Linked DNA regions of Zea mays: region 2 is linked to region 1. The links are chromatin contacts, called in public Hi-C maps. All regions are on one chromosome and are shown on one strand. Each heading gives the region's core, a stretch centred on a gene start, on an enhancer-like site or on the middle of the called end of the contact. The rest is flanking DNA. Distances are from core to core; before and after follow the strand shown.

Region 1 (5,147 bases), core at 1,884-4,383:
AACCGGTACACACCCACTAAGCGAAATAGGGACCTAAGATATGCTACGACCGGTGCTATACGTAGGGTAGACAGTAGCAGAGGCGATGAGGTACCTCAAACCGGCGATGCGGTTGTAGAACGCTCCGGCCACGGCACAGCGGCCAAGAAAAACTCCGGCGAGAAATTCCTGGCGGCACCGCACTTCTTCGACCGCCGCGAGACCACGATCAGTACTACCATGCGCCCACGATGCACCACGGCTCGATCACGCGACCAGATCGGCAAGGGAACAAGCTTTTCTCTGCGCGGCCGTGAACAGGTTCTCGACCTCTCTCTTTCTCTCTACGGTGGTGGCGCTCGAGTTGTGGGTCAAGTGCGGCAAAGCGCCAGGTATAGGGCCGTAGCAGAGGCTTTATGCGCAGGTATAGCACGGAGTCGGATCTAACGGCCCTACGATCCCGGCGCGAGCTCCCGCCAAGTCCGGCGTCCGCTGCGGGAGGTGGAAGACGCACTGACCAGTGGGGCCCATGCGTCGGTGGCGATCGCAGAGGAGCAACGCGCGCGGAGTCCGGCTGGCCCGTGGGACCGTTGACGCAGAGCAATGCACGCGGAGCGGCCCCAAGCAACTGACCAACGCGGCCGACGGGTGGGCCCTTGATGTCGGCGTGAGGCCGAGGCGAGCGGCCAGAACTGGGTAGCGCGGAAACTGGTGTTGGGCCGAATATGGGATACGAGGCCCATTAGTTGGGTTTTGTTTTATCTTCTTTTTTTTCATTCCTTTTTTTCACCATTTTCTAATCCAAATTTTGAATTCAAGTTTAAATTCAAACTTTGTGGCTCATCTTTTACACTATATTTGTGCAGTTAACAGTAATAAGTTTAAGGATATCTATGTTTTTATATTTTTATATCATTTCTCTTTTTCTTATTTTCCAAACCCTATTTTCAAAATTAGGGTTTAATTCTACTTCTGATGTCTATTATCTTATTATTTTTCTTGTTTACTATATTTTATATCATCACAAAAATGCACACGAAATAAGATCCGGCATGATGCACAGGTCATTTATGTGTTCTTCGTTCTAATTATCCACTTTTAACTAGTGTTGATCACATGTAATGAATAGGAGAGGCCACAAACCATTGAGATTATCTATATCCTCTTTATTACATTTTTGAGTATTACATGCATAATGAAGATCATGCCACGAGTAATATAATTACAAGCTAAAAGCATATAGAGAACATGATTTATCACAAGGTTTGGCTATACCACAAAGTAGTGTTTACGTTTCAGTTGTCGAGTGACCACAAAGGCCTTTAGAGTCTTTTTAAACCCCCCCTCTTTCTCAAGCGACCAAAAAAATCAAGCCATGATCTCTACTAGAACAAATGGGTAATACAAACTTTCTAGGCACCCTTTACAAACACAAATCAGGAGTGTCGCTAGACAACACCTAGCCAACTAGGATTCAAAGACCCCAAAAGTAATAAAATGGAAAAGAAATCACCGATGGGTGCCACAAGTGCTCAAGAGATGGATCTTACTCTTTGAAATCAAGATCTAGTGAAGAGCTCACTCCAATCTCACTCACAAGACGAAAATCTAGCAAGGGCGTGAGGAAGTATGAGAGAGTGTAAAGAGAGCTTGCTTTTGTTTCAAAGTGGTTTTGTGAATTGAAATGGCTGACCCCAAGAAAACAAGAGGGTGAGAGAAATAAATCCCCTTGTCTTAGCTAGAGAGCCATTGCTGAGCAGGAAGGTTCCCTCTCAAAAATTTCAACTAGGGAGGCTTGGAATTTCTGAGGTGGATAAGAGAAACCTCGGTGCATCCATAGTCAAAGAGATTTGACCCAAGGGGCACCCCACCTCAAATTTCGAGGGTTCAGAATTTCCAAAGGAGAGGAAGATACCATAAAGCAAAACTTCGAAGTTTAGAGGTGTTACTCAAATTTTTCCAAAGGGGGGTTTGAAATTTTCCAAGGGGAGAGAATTTTTTGGGGAAAGAGGAACATCAGCAGAAAGCCAAGGTTCAAAGTTAAGGCGGTGTCCAGAATTTTTTGTGGTGTTGAAAACAGGACGAATAAAAGAAAGAGAATACTTGCTCTTTTAGAGGTTTTTTAAGAGACCTTTTTAGAGTATTATTGGGAATGTTAGGAGTTAATGAGTATAATGTTTTGAGCATATTTTGACACCTACAAGTAATTTTTTCTATATCCTTCTTTATGATATACTATACTTGAAAGAAGATTGAATTAAAACTAAAATCTCTCTCTCAAGTTGAATTGTTGTGCCACATCTTTCACTAATTTATAATTAAAGGGTCTCATATTTTTTGTACTTTTTTATAATTATATTTAATTGTAAATCTCATAAAATATTGTTAGCTCGTGTCATCAAATCACTAAAATCCATAAATAGGATTGATGCACTTAGCTCTTTAAAATGAAAAAGGTACAAAAATATAAAAAAAATCGTGAACCCCCCAATCAATTTCTAATTGCATTGTGAAAACTTCGACAACAAAAATATAAGATACCACCAAAATAAAATAGTATCAAACAATATCATCCTCTATTTCAAACTTCTTTATGCAAGCAGCGTCATTCACAATTTCGCGTCCTCTATTTTACACACTGTACTGCAGACAACCTTAACATCTATGTTGGTTGTATCACATATTTTTGTTGTAGAAAATTTCCAAAGCACATTTAAACTTGATTAAAATATTTTGGGGGTTTAACGATATTTTTTTATTATTCTAGAACTAAATATATTTTTAAAGCTTATAGATATATTTTCGCGGGCTCTAAATACTTTTTTCTCCGGTCCCAATCTATTTCTAATATTTTTGAACTTTTTATATACTTTCAATGTTTTAAATAAACTTTTTCCGATTTTCTTAGTAAAAAGTTGAAACCATCCTAAAATAAAAACTATTTCTAACCATGGTAGAGAGCTAATTTAAGCGGCTTTAAGATTTGAAGAAGAAATTGCCTTATTTTAGAGTTCATTCAAGAAGGAAAAAATGGAGTCCTAGTTGAGGGAAAACACCACAGATTCCACAGCCTTCGCCTGTTCGCCACCTTTCCTCCAAAATTTGACCCACACGCGGCGACGCCCGAGGCCCCGAGCGACCACATCCTCCGCGGCCGCGGCGACGCCCGAGGCCTGCAAAACCCTAACCACTCAGGTTCTGCCGGCCACCGCCACCACCACCACCAGTCCACCACCATGCTGACAGCCACTCCCCTACCCCATCAGCTCCTGGCCACCTTCCTCCTCGTCCTGGCGTCGGCGACCCAACCTGCAGTCCCTGCCTCCACCGACCGCGCAGCGCTTCTCGCCTTCCGCGCGTCCCTGTCGCCGCCCTCCCGCGCCGCGCTATCCTCGTGGAGCGGCCCGCTCTCGCCATCCTGGCTCGGCGTGTCGCTCCACCCCGCCACGGCGCCAGCCCCTTCGGTCACCACTCCCTCCGTTGCCGAACTCTCGCTCCGGGGCCTCAACCTCACGGGCGTGATCCCCGCGGCGCCGCTCGCGCTCCTCCGACGTCTCCGGACGCTCGACCTCTCCGCCAACGCGCTTTCGGGAGAGCTTCCCTGCTCCCTCCCGCGCTCGCTCCTCGCGCTCGACCTCTCCCGCAACGCGCTCTCGGGGGCTGTCCCCACCTGCCTGCCGTCCTCGCTCCCCGCGCTCCGCACCCTCAACCTCTCCGCCAACTTCCTCCGCCTCCCGCTCTCCCCGCGTCTCTCCTTCCCCGCGCGCCTCGCTGCCCTTGATCTCTCCCGCAACGCCATCTCCGGCGCCGTCCCGCCGCGGATCGTCGCCGACCCCGACAACTCCGCTCTCCTCCTCCTCGACCTCTCCCACAACCGCTTCTCCGGCGAGATCCCCGCCGGTATCGCAGCCGTACGGAGCCTGCAGGGGCTTTTTCTCGCGGACAACCAGCTTTCCGGGGACATTCCTCCGGGGATAGGGAACCTGACCTATTTGCAGGTGCTGGATTTGTCGAATAACCGATTGTCCGGTTCAGTGCCTGCCGGACTTGCAGGCTGCTTCCAGCTTCTGTACCTGCAGCTTGGGGGTAACCAGCTCTCTGGGGCACTCCGTCCGGAGCTCGACGCACTAGCTAGTCTCAAGGTTCTAGATTTGTCGAATAACAAGATATCTGGGGAGATTCCCCTGCCGCTGGCTGGGTGCAGGTCTTTGGAGGTGGTGGACTTGTCAGGAAATGAGATCTCCGGTGAGCTCAGCAGTGCTGTAGCGAAATGGCTGAGCTTGAAGTTCTTATCACTGGCTGGTAACCAGCTCTCCGGCCACCTACCTGACTGGATGTTCTCGTTCCCCCTGCTCCAGTGGCTTGATTTGTCTAGTAATAAGTTTGTGGGTTTCATCCCAGATGGGGGGTTCAATGTCAGTGAAGTGCTTAACGGTGGAGGTGGTCAGGGGACTCCATCAGAGAGTGTGCTTCCACCCCAATTGTTTGTGTCAGCTTCTGTGGACACGGTGTCATGGCAGTTGGATTTGGGGTATGATGTTCAGGCAACTACTGGTATAGACCTGTCTGGGAATGAGCTCTGTGGGGAGATACCAGAAGGGTTGGTTGACATGAAGGGGTTGGAGTATTTGAACCTCTCCTGTAATTACTTGGCTGGGCAGATCCCTGCGGGGCTTGGGGGCATGGGGAGGTTGCATACGCTTGACTTCTCACATAATGGGCTGTCAGGGGAGGTGCCTCCTGGAATTGCAGCCATGACAGTGCTTGAGGTGCTTAACCTCTCCTACAATAGCCTGTCTGGGCCTTTGCCAACAACGAAGTTCCCAGGAGCATTAGCTGGAAACCCAGGAATTTGCAGTGGGAAAGGGTGCTCTGAGAATGCAAGGACTCCAGAAGGGAAAATGGAAGGTAGCAATCACCGCGGTTGGCTTGGTGGCTGGCATGGAGAGAATGGATGGGTATCTCTTGGTGCATTTTGTATCAGCACAATGACTAGCTTCTATGTATCATTAGCAACCTTACTATGCTCCTCTAATGCAAGAAACTTCGTGTTTCGGCCTGTGAGGGTTGAATATTAACAAGAGGGGAGATTGCAAAATCAGGTTGTTTTGAAGTTCGAGCGACTCTGGTCTGCAGCTGATTAACAAGAAATATGAGCATATGAGATG
Region 2 (4,910 bases), core at 1,532-4,031, 280 kb before region 1:
AGTACTTAAGTTTTATTCTCTCCTTTCTAGTTAGAATATTTAGGATTGGATTAGGTTACAAAAATGTTTTGCAGTAGAGATAGCAACACTTAGTCAAAGTCTAGTTTACACAATGTAGTTTATATTTTTTGGATAGGTTTTGTTCTATAGATTTATTTGTGGCCTAGTTTAGAGTGAAGTTTTTAGAAATTCTAATTCACCCCCTTAGACATCATCGTCTCTTACAACTTACGTGAATAAAAAATGGTGGATGGGCAGATAGGAGACTTTTTTTTTTTGAAAATGGAAACAAGTTCTAGCCTTTTGCAAATTCATGCATAGTACAAAAAAAACCACGAAAAGAAAACAATTATCTGATTGAAACCATAAACAAAACTAAGCAGCCACAGTCCTAGCATTAGATCGCCACCCATAGCATGGGAAGATCTCCATGGCCACCCCCTCAAAGGAATGACAGACATCAAGAACTTTTGGATGAGAATCTTGTTTTTGCAACAATCTCTAAAATCGGAGCCAATGTGTTTCTCTAAAAATGACTTGTAGAATGGACCATATTGGTTTAAGATTAAAAACTTTATTACAGAAAAGCCAAGTAAACCAAAACATTGCTGCTACTCCAATTAAAAATTTCTTCTGTGTCATTTCTTTGTTGGATTACCAAGCCCCTATAATATGATTAATACTATAAGATTTGTCTACATGGAATACAAAGAAAATGGTTCTCCAAATATTTCTAGCAATATAACAATCAAATAAAAGACAACGAATACTCTCGTTATGTTTACAGTTCAAAATTTCCAACCACATTCATTTTGCATGGTTATCTTCATTGAGGATTACACCCCTCCATAAAAACACAAGAAATTTTTATTTTTTAGGGAGATCTTTAGCTTCCAAAGGAGAGAAAAGTCTATTTTGTTGAGCCCCCAAAGAAAACTCTCTCGAGTACAAATCAGCTGTGGCCAACAAATTTTGCCACTGAACAAATTTTTCTCCACTCACCACATTAAAAAGATTTAGATATTACTCTTTTAGCGATATATTCAAAGGTCATCCATACACAAACCACCTTAGCCATCAACTATCTAAAATTGACCCTGATTAAAAAAATTCATCTTTAATCTTCATGAGGTGCATAGCAAATACTTGTTTTTGAGAATTTGATGTCAAACTTCATCCTTATTGATGATCATTTGCTAAGTAAGCAAATATTATTGGTAGCTAGGTTAGCAACACCTAAACCAACAAAGTCTTTTATTTGACAAATAATTTTGTAGCTACAGACAGGGAATTTAGAAGACTTGGATGCTTGATTTTTCTTATTTCCATTTAATTTTAAGTTCTGTGGAAGATGCTGTACGGTAATGCGTGCTTGCTCGCCAACAAACCGACGGATCTTGAGATAACCCAGTTGACGTTCAGATGTTGATGCCACTAAAAAGTGTTTCCCCAGTAACCGCAACGTATCTAACAACTATGAATTTGTTTTGGGAAGCATAAGCCAATTTCAAACATCGATGCTTTGACAATTGTATATTCATCTCATGCATTGATGATTAATGCATCGAGGAATTGCATTCCATGTGATAAATCTCCAAAGGCTAGATAGTTCAAAACAATTTAGATTATAGTCAGAACATATTATAATCTCAAATCCTAAACTCGTACGAGTACCATTTAGCATTTAAAACCTAAAGCAAAGGCTAGATAGTTCAAAACAATTTAGATTATATGGTCAGAACATACTATAATCTAAACCCTAAACTCGTACGAGTACCATTTAGCATTTAAAACCTAAAGCATTTATAGCCTGTACTAATGGAATTATTTTAATTTTAACCGTTCTTCATTTGAGCATAATCATCTCGGATATCAACCAACAAGGAAGAATAATACTAAACTTTACGCAAAATCAGAAACAAATTCTATAAGACACGGCTCAAACACATGTTTCCAAAAAATCCTCCACGAGATCAGAGCGCAAGCCTCCCTCGCGGACGAGATCTCTGGGTACATCCCTCTCGCAAACGAAGAAATTGCCACAAAACATGGAGAGGTTTTGGGACAGAGTGCGTTTGCTGTGCTCGAACATCAACGAAACACAACCCAAAAAGGACGAACAGTTCTTTCTTTTAGAAAGTAGTAGAAAAGATGTGCCAGCCGAAAGGGCCCAGAAAATCACCGAGGGTGTCAGATCCAGGTGAGTTTAAGCTGGCTCGGATTCAATCTCGCAAGATGGCAGTATGATTGCCGATTGCCTGAACCGGATCCAGTTCAAGGTCCAAACAAGAAGCTGATCTTGCAAACCACACACGATTTTTGTCTAGATCAACGAAAAATTCAACACAAAACCACTAATATGGCGCAATCAATGAAAAAACAACACAAAAGGATTGCCAAGCTTAACGGTTCACAAAAGCTAGAAGGGAACGGAAACACGTCGACCAATCGAGTTTGGAGAATCGAGGATGGCGGCGCCGGCGAGGTGAAGGGTTTCGGCCAGTAGAGGGGATATATATGCGCACGGGCACGAGGGTTCCTGATTAGGGTTATCACGTGCTGACTTGGGCCGGCCCAATGTTAGCTCACATGGAAACAATGGGCCGAGCGGGGAGTGTGCACAGTTCAGGAACGGCCCGTTGAAAGGCTAAAAAAAATACTAATCGAACGGGTTTCCCGAGCCGAGCCGAAGCCGATCCAAAATCCGACCGTTGCCAAGAGCGCTCCCCTACCCTTTTTCCCCTCCTCGCAGTCGCAGCAGCAGCGCACACCAGAAAAGCTTTTCTGCCTCCTCTCCACCTTGCTTCCCGCAACTACCACGCACGCCGAATACTTGGCAAGAAGAAACCCTTTCTCGTCCCGTTGAACTGGCGCCGTCGACTCCACCGGGGCACGCTGTCGCGGGTTGCTCTCCGGTCCTCGTTCTCCTTGCTGCTGAATCCGCTAGTGGAGATCGACCTGATTTCTCCTGTCCTGGTAAACCCTAGCGCTCTCCCCCTCCATTCCTTCCTTTTTTTTTTGCCGTCATTCGCTGTGATGTGAACCACTGAAGCGAAAGCCTAACGTACTTCGGTCCGTTTGGTCTATTCTTGGGATGCCCTGTATGTGGATTTGTTCGCTGTTCCGAGCTTAGCCCTCCGTGGCCCTTCTCTTCTTGAGGGCACACAAGGTCTCAGTGGGGTTCATAATCCATCATTTAGGAGCGGTTCGAAGACTCTTTCATTGTTAATTTGTTTGCAGATGCAGATCGGATGCTTATGCAAAATGCCAGTTAGATCTTGATTGGCTTGATAGTAGAGGATATGTGCATTTTGAACTTTTGATGTTGTTGGGTTCACTAATTTAGTGGTGCTTCCGTCTATGTCATCTCAATGGAAAGTGCTATCACATAGGTGTGCAAATAAAGTCTGCACAGCCACATCACCAGGATCCTATCTAGGCACTGTCTCCCCTTGGTAAATCGTACTCCTCGGTTCTTTTTTATTTGTCACGGTTTAGTTTAAAAATGAACTATCGGGTGACAAATATTCTAGAATGGAGGTACTCGTTATGCAGTTTTGCTACATGGAATTTCATAATCGACCTCTGTAAGATGAAATGCAACTCTTCCCCTGGTTGTGTACTTCTGAATTCTGATCCAGTTTAGTATGTTTGCAGTTTAGTGGTACTTCAAATCCATATTAAATTAAGCCTCTCAGAGCTTATTTCAAATCTTGTTCAGTTTCTGTACATCAGAATTCAGAAATACCGTATAGAAGTCAGCATTTATTATTTCTATATTATGATTAGTTTCTCTTTATCAGTCAATTGGATTTTAGCCCGGCTTTCAAGGTAGAGAAAGAAGCTGTCTGGTCCATCATGGCCTTCCCAACTCCAGCTTCTGTTTTTGTTGACGAGAACCAACAGATAAATAGAGGTGAGATTGCATTTTTATCAAAAACTAATTCGTGAAAAGGATTTTTCCTGAATTAGATACATCTCTTTTATCTAAATGTTCAGGTAAGAGGGCTGCTGGATCAAGGACCAAAGGGCTGAAGCCGTCGGAGAATCCTGGGAATCTAGAGAGGAGAGCTCTTCAGGATTTGTCCAACTTTGCCAAAGGCACAGGTTTGAAGGGCACTTCCACCCTGAAAGAGAGGTCCCAGCGCAAGGCTTTTAGTAATGTGACCAACACTATTAAAGGCACTGCTTTGAAGGACAGGCCCATCACGAAAGAGAAATCTACCCAGAAACAGAGGTCACAGAACCCAGTGAAAATATTATCTGATGAAGATATCAAACTGTGTCATGAGTGGGCTAAGGATGGGGTGGAAGGGTTTCACTCAACACAAAATGATTCTCAGAAGGTTGATAAGGATCTGCTAGCCAAACGTACGATTGCTCTTGGTTCTTAAATGTGTGTATGTTTTTTTTGTCATGTCTATATATGGCTAACTGTGCATGTTATTTAGGTGTCAAGAAGAAAGTGGCGTCAGTAAACTCAGCCTTGCGTGGTTGGTCAGATACGGTATTTGATTCTCTGATGTTTCCAGCTAGGGTATGTGGCTCAACTGCAAACAATATTTTTCACAGTTTGTGTAGGTGGTTCATACGGTTGAACTATGTTATCATTGATTTATTTTACAAAACCATGACCCCATTTCTGTATGACTGTCAGTCCCATACAAGCTCATAATTAAGCAAACGGGATTTGTTATTATTAAGAATGATATATTAGAATGAGAAAAGTATGTGTTACTTGATTGTGCATTTCCCCTTGTTAACTGATACAGTTGTCACTAGTCCGCTCCAGTACCTTACAGTTTTGAGTTTTGACAAAACTATGTTTGTGAGGTAGCATTCTGGGAATTATGAATCTGGCTCTCTACTTGCAACATTTGCTTATTATAATAAGTATATTCTGAAATTGA

What was found. A called contact is a pair of places that touch in the nucleus more often than the background predicts.
Region 2: a contact with region 1 is called in a Hi-C map of leaf, with 6 times the contacts expected there. The contact joins the promoter of LOC100193981 here to the promoter of LOC542675 in region 1. A contact is called at or near these places in 4 of 25 Hi-C or Micro-C datasets (ear, endosperm, leaf and 1 more).

Annotation. Positions count from the first base shown.
Region 1 is chr4:138,681,288-138,686,434 of Zm-B73-REFERENCE-NAM-5.0, reverse strand. LOC542675 (fasciated ear2) reads left to right here and starts at 3,133. Exons shown (of 1, transcript NM_001112192.2): 1 at 3,133-5,147. The coding sequence starts at 3,216. The coding sequence ends at 5,057.
Region 2 is chr4:138,960,019-138,964,928 of Zm-B73-REFERENCE-NAM-5.0, reverse strand. It overlaps LOC100193981, which reads left to right and starts at 2,781. Exons shown (of 6, transcript NM_001139048.1): 1 at 2,781-2,976; 2 at 3,804-3,916; 3 at 4,000-4,371; 4 at 4,452-4,537. The coding sequence starts at 3,859.